2 separate regions of the Manis pentadactyla genome follow, and region 1 is linked to region 2. A link is a contact called in public Hi-C data. All regions are on one chromosome and are shown on one strand. Each heading gives the region's core, a stretch centred on a gene start, on an enhancer-like site or on the middle of the called end of the contact. The rest is flanking DNA. Distances are from core to core; before and after follow the strand shown.

What was found. Hi-C and Micro-C count contacts between places; a contact is called where the count stands out from the background.
Region 1: a contact with region 2 is called in a Hi-C map of fibroblasts, with 2.9 times the contacts expected there. The contact joins the promoter of B4GALNT4 here to the promoter of RIC8A in region 2. A contact is called at or near these places in 2 of 3 Hi-C or Micro-C datasets (fibroblasts and skin fibroblasts).

The regions. Positions count from the first base shown.
Region 1 is chr9:11,205,627-11,209,249 of mManPen7.hap1, forward strand. B4GALNT4 (beta-1,4-N-acetyl-galactosaminyltransferase 4) reads left to right here and starts at 1,636. Exons shown (of 20, transcript XM_057506819.1): 1 at 1,636-2,243. The coding sequence starts at 1,685.
Region 2 is chr9:11,030,700-11,034,455 of mManPen7.hap1, forward strand. It overlaps RIC8A (RIC8 guanine nucleotide exchange factor A), which reads left to right and starts at 1,468. Exons shown (of 11, transcript XM_036927130.2): 1 at 1,468-1,605; 2 at 2,433-2,866; 3 at 3,101-3,148; 4 at 3,230-3,756. The coding sequence starts at 2,783. BET1L (Bet1 golgi vesicular membrane trafficking protein like) reads right to left here and starts at 1,407. Exons shown (of 5, transcript XR_008999120.1): 1 at 1,186-1,407.

The sequences.
Region 1 (3,623 bases), core at 386-2,885, 180 kb after region 2:
TGTGCAGGATGAGGTGACCCACAGTGCTGGCCTCTGCCGTGCTCCCAGGCTCTGAGTCCCAGAGGGAGTAAAGGTCACATCTCAGGTGACCCTTAGTTTCCTTTCTAAGGGCCTGACAGTGGCACTAACTCAAAACCAGATAGTGACATAAGAAAGGAAAACTACAGGCCCACATCTGTCACGAACAAATCCTCAACAGAATACTGGAAAATCCAATCCAACAATGAATTTACACACCACCAAGTGGGATTTATTCCAGGGGTGCAAGTGTGGTTCAACATTTAAAAAATCAATCAGTGTGATCTATCACATATATGTGTAAGGAAATAAAAATAATAAGCTCTTATGGTTGCAGAAAAAGCATTTGACAAAATCCAACACTTACTCATTAAAACTCTCAACAATCTGGGAATGGAAGAGGTCAGGATCACCTACCAAAAGCTGAACAGTAAACATCACTCATAATTGTGAAACCCCTCCTCTCATACCTGGGTGGCATATGACAGCATGTGGCAAAGTTGGTATGCGGTGCTCCACCAGGTACTTTGCCTGCTGGAGCCCAAAGGCCATCCCCTGGAGTGGCCACATCCAGGTGCTCTGACTGACCATCCTGGCTGAACCCAGCCATCCCCACTAAGGCACCCAGGGCCTGCGACAACATGGAGCGGAGAAAGCCTGTCCTGTCGGGCCCTGTCCATATTCGTGACCCACAGAATCCGTGAACATAATCAGCAGTTGTTTTACACCCCACAACTGGGGATCTGTTACACAGCAATAGAAAAAGCGGAGCCGCTGACAGGAGGGTTAAAGGGGAAAGCTGGGCTGGCAGCTGGGCAGAGGAGGACTGGGGGAGAGAGCCACGTGGGGAAGTGGGTGGAGAGGCCCAGGCAAGCATGGAACCAAGTGGGGAAAATCCATGATGAGCCCACACCCCCACACCCAGCTCAGCAACAGTACCACCATGGACCCACTCGTGGTCTCCCTGCCTCCCCACTCTGCCCTCAGTGGGAGCACCTGACCCTCAGAGGCCCCTGTCCACCAGGCAGCCAGGTAAGACCCTCTAAGTTAAGGTCCTTTGGTGGCTCCTCACCCCCTTCCAGGTGAAGCCACGTGCTTTGAGACCCTCCCCAGCCTCACCTCCCTGGAACCTGTTGATCCCCACACCCCGGCCCCCTGATAGTCTGTGCGTTCTGCCACCTCCATCCCTACACACCCTGGGCCCTGGCCCTCTGTCCAGCAGTCCTCTGCACCTCTCTCTCTCTTGATGTCCCCTCTTTCAAGACCGGACCTCTCCCCATCCATCCTCAGAGCAACCCGAGGTCCCTGCTCTGTATCCCAATCCCTAAGTCTCTCAGCACCACCCCATCCTTGCGTCCTTCCATCCGTCCCCCTCAACTCCCCATATCCCCCGTCTGGTCCCCAGAACTCCGCATACCCACTAGACCCCTGTCCCCGGTCCTCTGTTCCCCTACACCTCCCTGTGTCCCGTGGACCGCCTAGCCTCCATCTCAGCCTTCCCCATCCCCCGCATCTCCAGTCCCCAAGCCGCAGTCCGCTGTCCGCATACCTCCCCGTCCCCGCGCCCTCGCGCTGTAGCCCCCATTCCCCGCCAGCCGCGTCCGCGCAGCCCTCGGTGCTTCAGTCTCCGCGCTCACGCGCTGCGCGGGCCGGCGCGCCCAGGTGGATGCGCGCGCGTTGCGTGGAGACGAGTGGCGGGCACACCCGAACACGCCGGCCCCGCCCCGAGCCGTGGATTGGCTGCCGGGAGCTGGCCGGGCCCCGATTGGCTGGCGCCTCGGCCCTCGGCCCGTTCACGGTGGGTAGCGCCGCAGCGTGGCTCGGCTCGTCCGGCCGCGGCCCCGGGAGCACGGAGCCCGAGCGGCCGGGCGGGGCCGGCGCTGGGCGCCGCCGGGAGCCGCTCGCCGCCCACCCCGGGCCGGGGCCGGGCGCAGCCGGGGTTCGCGGCCGCGCCCGGTGGCCGCGAGCGGTGGACAAAGGCCATGCGGGGCTGGGGGCCGCGGCGCGGGGCGCGCGGGAACAGGGGGCCGTAGCGGCGCCGCTGGGCGAGGCCCGGGAGGGCGGGGCGGCCGCGATGCCGTGGTTCCCGGTGAAGAAGATCCGCAAGCAGATCAAGCTGCTGCTCCTGCTGGTACTCCTCACCTGCGCCGCGTGGCTCACGTACGTGCACCTGAGCCTGGTGCGCCAGGGCCGCGCGCTGCGCCAGCGCCTGGGCTACGGGCGAGGTACGGGAGGCGCGCGCCGGAGCCGGGGGCGGTGAGGGCTCTGAGCAGCGCCGGGCCCTGGCGTGGGCTCAGACTCGCCCGGGGACCCCGGCCGCCCTTCCCGGCTCGCAACTGGGGCAGGGGGCGCGGTTCGGCCGGGCCCGGACGCCCGGTGACGTCAGCAGTGACGCGCGCGACCCTCTCGTGGAGCGTCCCTGAACCTAGGCCGGCCCGGGGATGTGGTCGGGCTCCGGCAGTGACAGGGTAACCGTGGACTCCCGGAGACACCTGTGCCCCCAGGCCTTGCGTGCTGGGATTCCGAAGAGGCCACATCCGGGCCGCGCCTCCACCATCTCCTACCCAGAAGAGCCTCAGTTTCCCCATCTGCTGGGGAGGAGGGGAGGGAGAAGGTTGGGGAGAGCTGATCCACGCTCCGTGGACGGGATGCCTTAGGTAGCCCTGCGATCAAGGACTGAGATGCTTGTGTGTCAGGGGAGCAAGGCATGGTGATGGGGATCCAGCCGGGGGAGCCCTGGACTGGCTGGAGTGAGCCCTCCCAGGCTCCTCCAGTGAGGACAGTGAACACACACAGCAAATCAGGTCCGGGTGAGTGCTGCTGTAAAGAACCAGGGGGAGCTCCTACCCCTTTGGCTGGGGGGATCCTGGCGGGCCTCTTGGAGGCAGTGACCTTTGACACATTTGAGGGAAAGACAGAAGGACTGATGGAAATCTGGTGAGAGGAGAAGGGTAGAAAGCGGTAAGTGGGGGTATGAGAGGGAAACATCTCAGGGCAGGGAAGATCCCAGCCAGGCTGCCCCTGACTCTTCTCAAGGAAGTATGGTGCAGGGTGTCCTTGGGATGGGGTGGAGGGAGGGTCTGCTTCCCAAAGGCTCAGAGCAATGACAACCACACGTCCTGGGCCACTCTGCCAGGGCGCCAGACCTCCCTGTTCAGTCCCACTCCTGCCTTCCACTTGCCAAAGCCCCTCTTGCCTCTCCTTCCTGTACCTGGACACCTGGCTCCACAGACCACCAGGGCCGGGTCTGGAGCTTGTCCCCGCCCTGCCGGAGTCCGCATGCCTCACAGCCACCACACCCTGGAGAGGCTTCAGCTCTGCTCCATCTCTGAAAGAGGCCCCCCGTCATCAGCAAGCAAGGCAGGACCTAGAGTGTGACCCAGTGTCACGGAACAAAACCAGGCCTCTCAGCTGTCTCTGTGGCTTTCTGAGCGACCACAGTCGTCCCCAACCTCACTTCCTGAGCAGCCAGGGAGTCTAGCTCAGCAACTAGGAGGGGGCAGAGGTGTGGGAATTCCACTTCTGAGGCTCCCTCTGCTCTCAGGCCAGTGGGGAGGTTGGGAGACTAGTCATCCTCCCCTGCCTACTCCTGGGTGAGCAGGAGC
Region 2 (3,756 bases), core at 218-2,717:
TGGTGGGGTGCATCCATCCACAAGCACTGCCTTTCAGCTCTGCCTGTCAGGCCTTTGTGGCCTCAGGGTTCTCAGTCCATCCCACCTGGCCCAGTCAGACATCTGGGGGCCTGGACACACTTCAGCCCTGATACACCTGACAGACTGCATGAATGACAATGTATGCGTACGCGTCCACGCCAGGACAGGCAGGCTCCCTCAAACACACACACACCCAAAGGGTTTGATTTAGTCTAACCAGCACTTTCTCATACTGTGACAGAACCTGTACCATTGCTTTGAGGACGTCGCCATCAGTGTATACATGACCTGCTCTCAAAAAAAAAACCCCTGTAAATTCCAGTATGGACCTAGGAAGACGCAGGACGAGCACCAGGGGGTGAAGAGTAGAAGGAAGGCCCTTTCAGGGACGACTTGTACACTGGTCCTTGAGAAGTGACAAATTAACCACGGAGGAAAAAGCCGATCAAAGCTCCCAAACACCCAAAATCGCGGCTGAGGTCGACTCCGAGGGCGGGGCCTATGGCCGCTCACCCAGGGCCCAGAGACCCAGAGCTTGATGCTTGCTGAGATATGGCCTAGCGCTAGGGCTGGGCCGGGTGATCCAGACTCGTCACACCACGCGGGTGAGAACCGCCTCCCCCAAATTAGGACTGCAAGTTTGCCGCAGGCCAGACGCCTCAACGGGACCCATTTAATGGGGGCGCAGCCCAAGGACGCATTGACGTGTACAGATAGATTCAAAGGAAGGAATATCAGGGTCCCACCAACCACTTCCAATTTGTTCATTCCTTAACGGCCACAACAGCCCTGCGAGGCGAGCTCCGGCACCCCATCGGGCAGATGAGAAGAGCTCCCAGAGAGCAAATGCACGACGCTCCCGGGCACTGGGGGACAGCTTGGGGGCCGCAGCCGCCACGCCCAAGGGCTAGTTCCCGGGGCCCTGTCGACCGGGTGGCCCGGGGCTGAACGACCTCGAGGGGAACGGACGGAGAAACAACTGCGGGCGTTGCGGACCGCTTCGCAGAGCAGCCGGACGGGAGCCCCCGCAGGGCCCTGACGACCCCCGCACGGCGCGGCTGATCTACCGCCCAGGGCTCCCAGAGAGGCAGGGCGGCTCCTGAGGGCGGTGGCGTCGGCCACGGCCGGCCCCATAGCCATCCGGTTTCGTTTCCCCGCGCTCACCCCGAGCCCAGTCCGCCATCGTGCCTGCCACAGTAACGGAGACCGTCAGCGTCACATCCACCACCTCGTCGGACGTGGCGCAGTTGTGGCAAAGGGCTTCCGGCACCGCCCCTTCCGTCCCGGGGTGGTCAGCTTCCGGCCGAGGCCCTGGCCGCGAGGGCTTCTGGGGTGACGCCATGGGAACGGAAGTGACGTGCGCTCCGACGCCTAACTCGGGACGGGCGAAGCATTTGCTCTAGGAGCCGCTTGATGGTTAGCGTTATTCTCGCCAGCCGTGGTGCAGACGGTCACCGTGGTCCGCCATTCCCGCCAAAGGCGACGGCGGGGCCTAAGAGGAGCTCGCAGGCCTTTTCCCAGGCGAGAAGCGGTGCCGGGGCGCGACGAGGGGCCGCCTCTACCGGCTGTTAAGGCGCGGACTCGGTGCGAACCCGGCCCCTGTTCCTGTGGGCGGGACAAAGTGAATCAGTGTCTAGTACAGGGCCTGGGACAAGCGAGCCCTGCAGATGCTGGGGTGGGAGTGTGGCCGTTAGGAGCCAGTGCCTCTTGCCTTTACCCTGGCACTGAGGGCCTGGCGTAGGGTAGATGCTCGAGTAAGGCCTGCTGCGGATTGGGTGGACTGTACCTACTACCCGCTCTACTGGAGCATTTGCTGTGTCATTTGCGCTTCCTGACAACCCACTGAAATAGAACTTTTTGTTATTTCTGCTTTTCAAAAAGGGAAACAGTCCAGGCGAGTGTGTGGGATACAGCTAGGAAGTCGCCGCACGTGATAAGGCCTTGCCTTCATCCTGACGTCCTCTCCCCATTCTCCCGTCAGCCCCAACAATGATGTCTATTTCGCCCTCCCGCCACAGCCATTTCCACTTTAGCACTGACTGTTGCTTCTGACTAGAATGACCTTACCCCAGATCCTTTTGTGGCTCATTACCTACCCGCCAGTCCCAGAAAAAAAAAGGCATTTCCTTGGATCCCTTTGCCAGCCCACCAGGCTCCTTTTCTTTTTCAATTACGGCACTATGACTGCCTAAAGTCTTATTTCTTGGTATGCCTGTCTATTTCCACCAACGGAAAGCTTCACAAAGGCAGGGACCTGTGGGTCCTGTTCATTCGCATCTCAGTGCCTCGCATGCTGTAGGTACTCAAATCCCAGTTCAGCAAATAAAGCGTTCCGGGGCTGCAGATTACTTTCCCCCGGGACGTCCCTTTAGTTTTGTGCATCAAGAGCGGCTTCGGTGTGCTTGTGCTAGGAACGGGGCTGACGGGAATTCCGGCCCAGGAAGCTAGGGTCACTGTTCGGTTCGACGGAGAGAACCAAAGGTTGGACCACTACCGAGTGACATCTTTGAGGCGCAGGCTAAGTGGATGGCAAAGCCTTTAATCTCCAGGCGGCTGTTTAGGGTCTTGCCACCTTAAGGCGCACCGCCTTAAGAAGACGCCGCTCACGGCACCCCGCGCACGCGCGTCCCGGTCTGCCCCGCGCGCAACCCAGTTCGCGTCCCGGCCTGCCTCGCGCGGAGGCTGGGAGGGGCGCGCGGACTCTAGCTCGAGCCTCGGGGCTAGCTGCTCGCACCTTACCGCCGCCTTTCCCAGGGGCGCCATGGAGCCCCGGGCAGTTGCGGAGGCTGTGGAGACGGGGGAGGAGGACGTGATTATGGACGCCCTGCGCACCTATAACCGGGAGGTGAGCAGGAGCTGTGGCTCAGGGAGGCGGCGGGGCTGGGTGCGGCGCGCGCGGCCGCTGCGGGGCGGGAGCGAGGGGTGGCGGGGCGGGGGCGTGGCAGGGCGAGGGCGGGGAGGGCTCGGTGACCGCGGGTTGGGGTGGGAGCGCGGGGCCGTCGGCTCCCGTGGGGTCCCGTCCATGGGGCCGGGACCTTCCCGCGGAAAGCGGAGCCCCCTGTGCCTCTGGTCTCTGCAGAACTCCCAGAGCTTCGCGTTTGATGCCGCCCAGCAGGAGGACAGGAAGGTGGGTGCTCGCTGAGGGCAGGGGGCCGGGGGCGGGGCCAGCAGAGAGATCTGGTGGAGCCGCTCTCCTCCCTGTGCACAGAGGCTGGCGAAGCTCCTGGTCTCGGTCCTGGAGCAGGGCTTGCCCCCCTCGCGCCGCGTCACTTGGCTGCAGAGCATCCGCATCCTGTCCAGGGACCGCAGCTGCCTGGACCCGTTCACCGGCCGCCAGAGCCTGCAGGCGCTTGCCTGCTACGCTGGCATCGCTGCTTCAGAGTCGGATCCTGAGCCCTTGGACGCAGACGTTGTGCTCGAGTCCCTCAAGTGCCTGTGCAACCTTGTGCTCAGCAGCCCGGCTGCACAGGTGCTGGCGGCAGAGGCCCGCCTGGTGGTGAGGCTGGCGGAGCGCGTGGGGCCGCATCGCCAGAGCTGCTTTCCGCACGACATCCAGTTCTTCGACCTGCGCCTGCTCTTCCTGCTGACGGCCCTTCGCGCGGACGTGCGCCAGCAGCTATTTGCTGAGCTGCAGGGCGTGCTCCTGCTGACCAAGACGCTGGAGCAGACGCTGGGGGCAGCCCCAGAAGAGAGTCCTCCCGAGCGCCTCCCTCCCCAGGAGACCGAGCGGGCCAT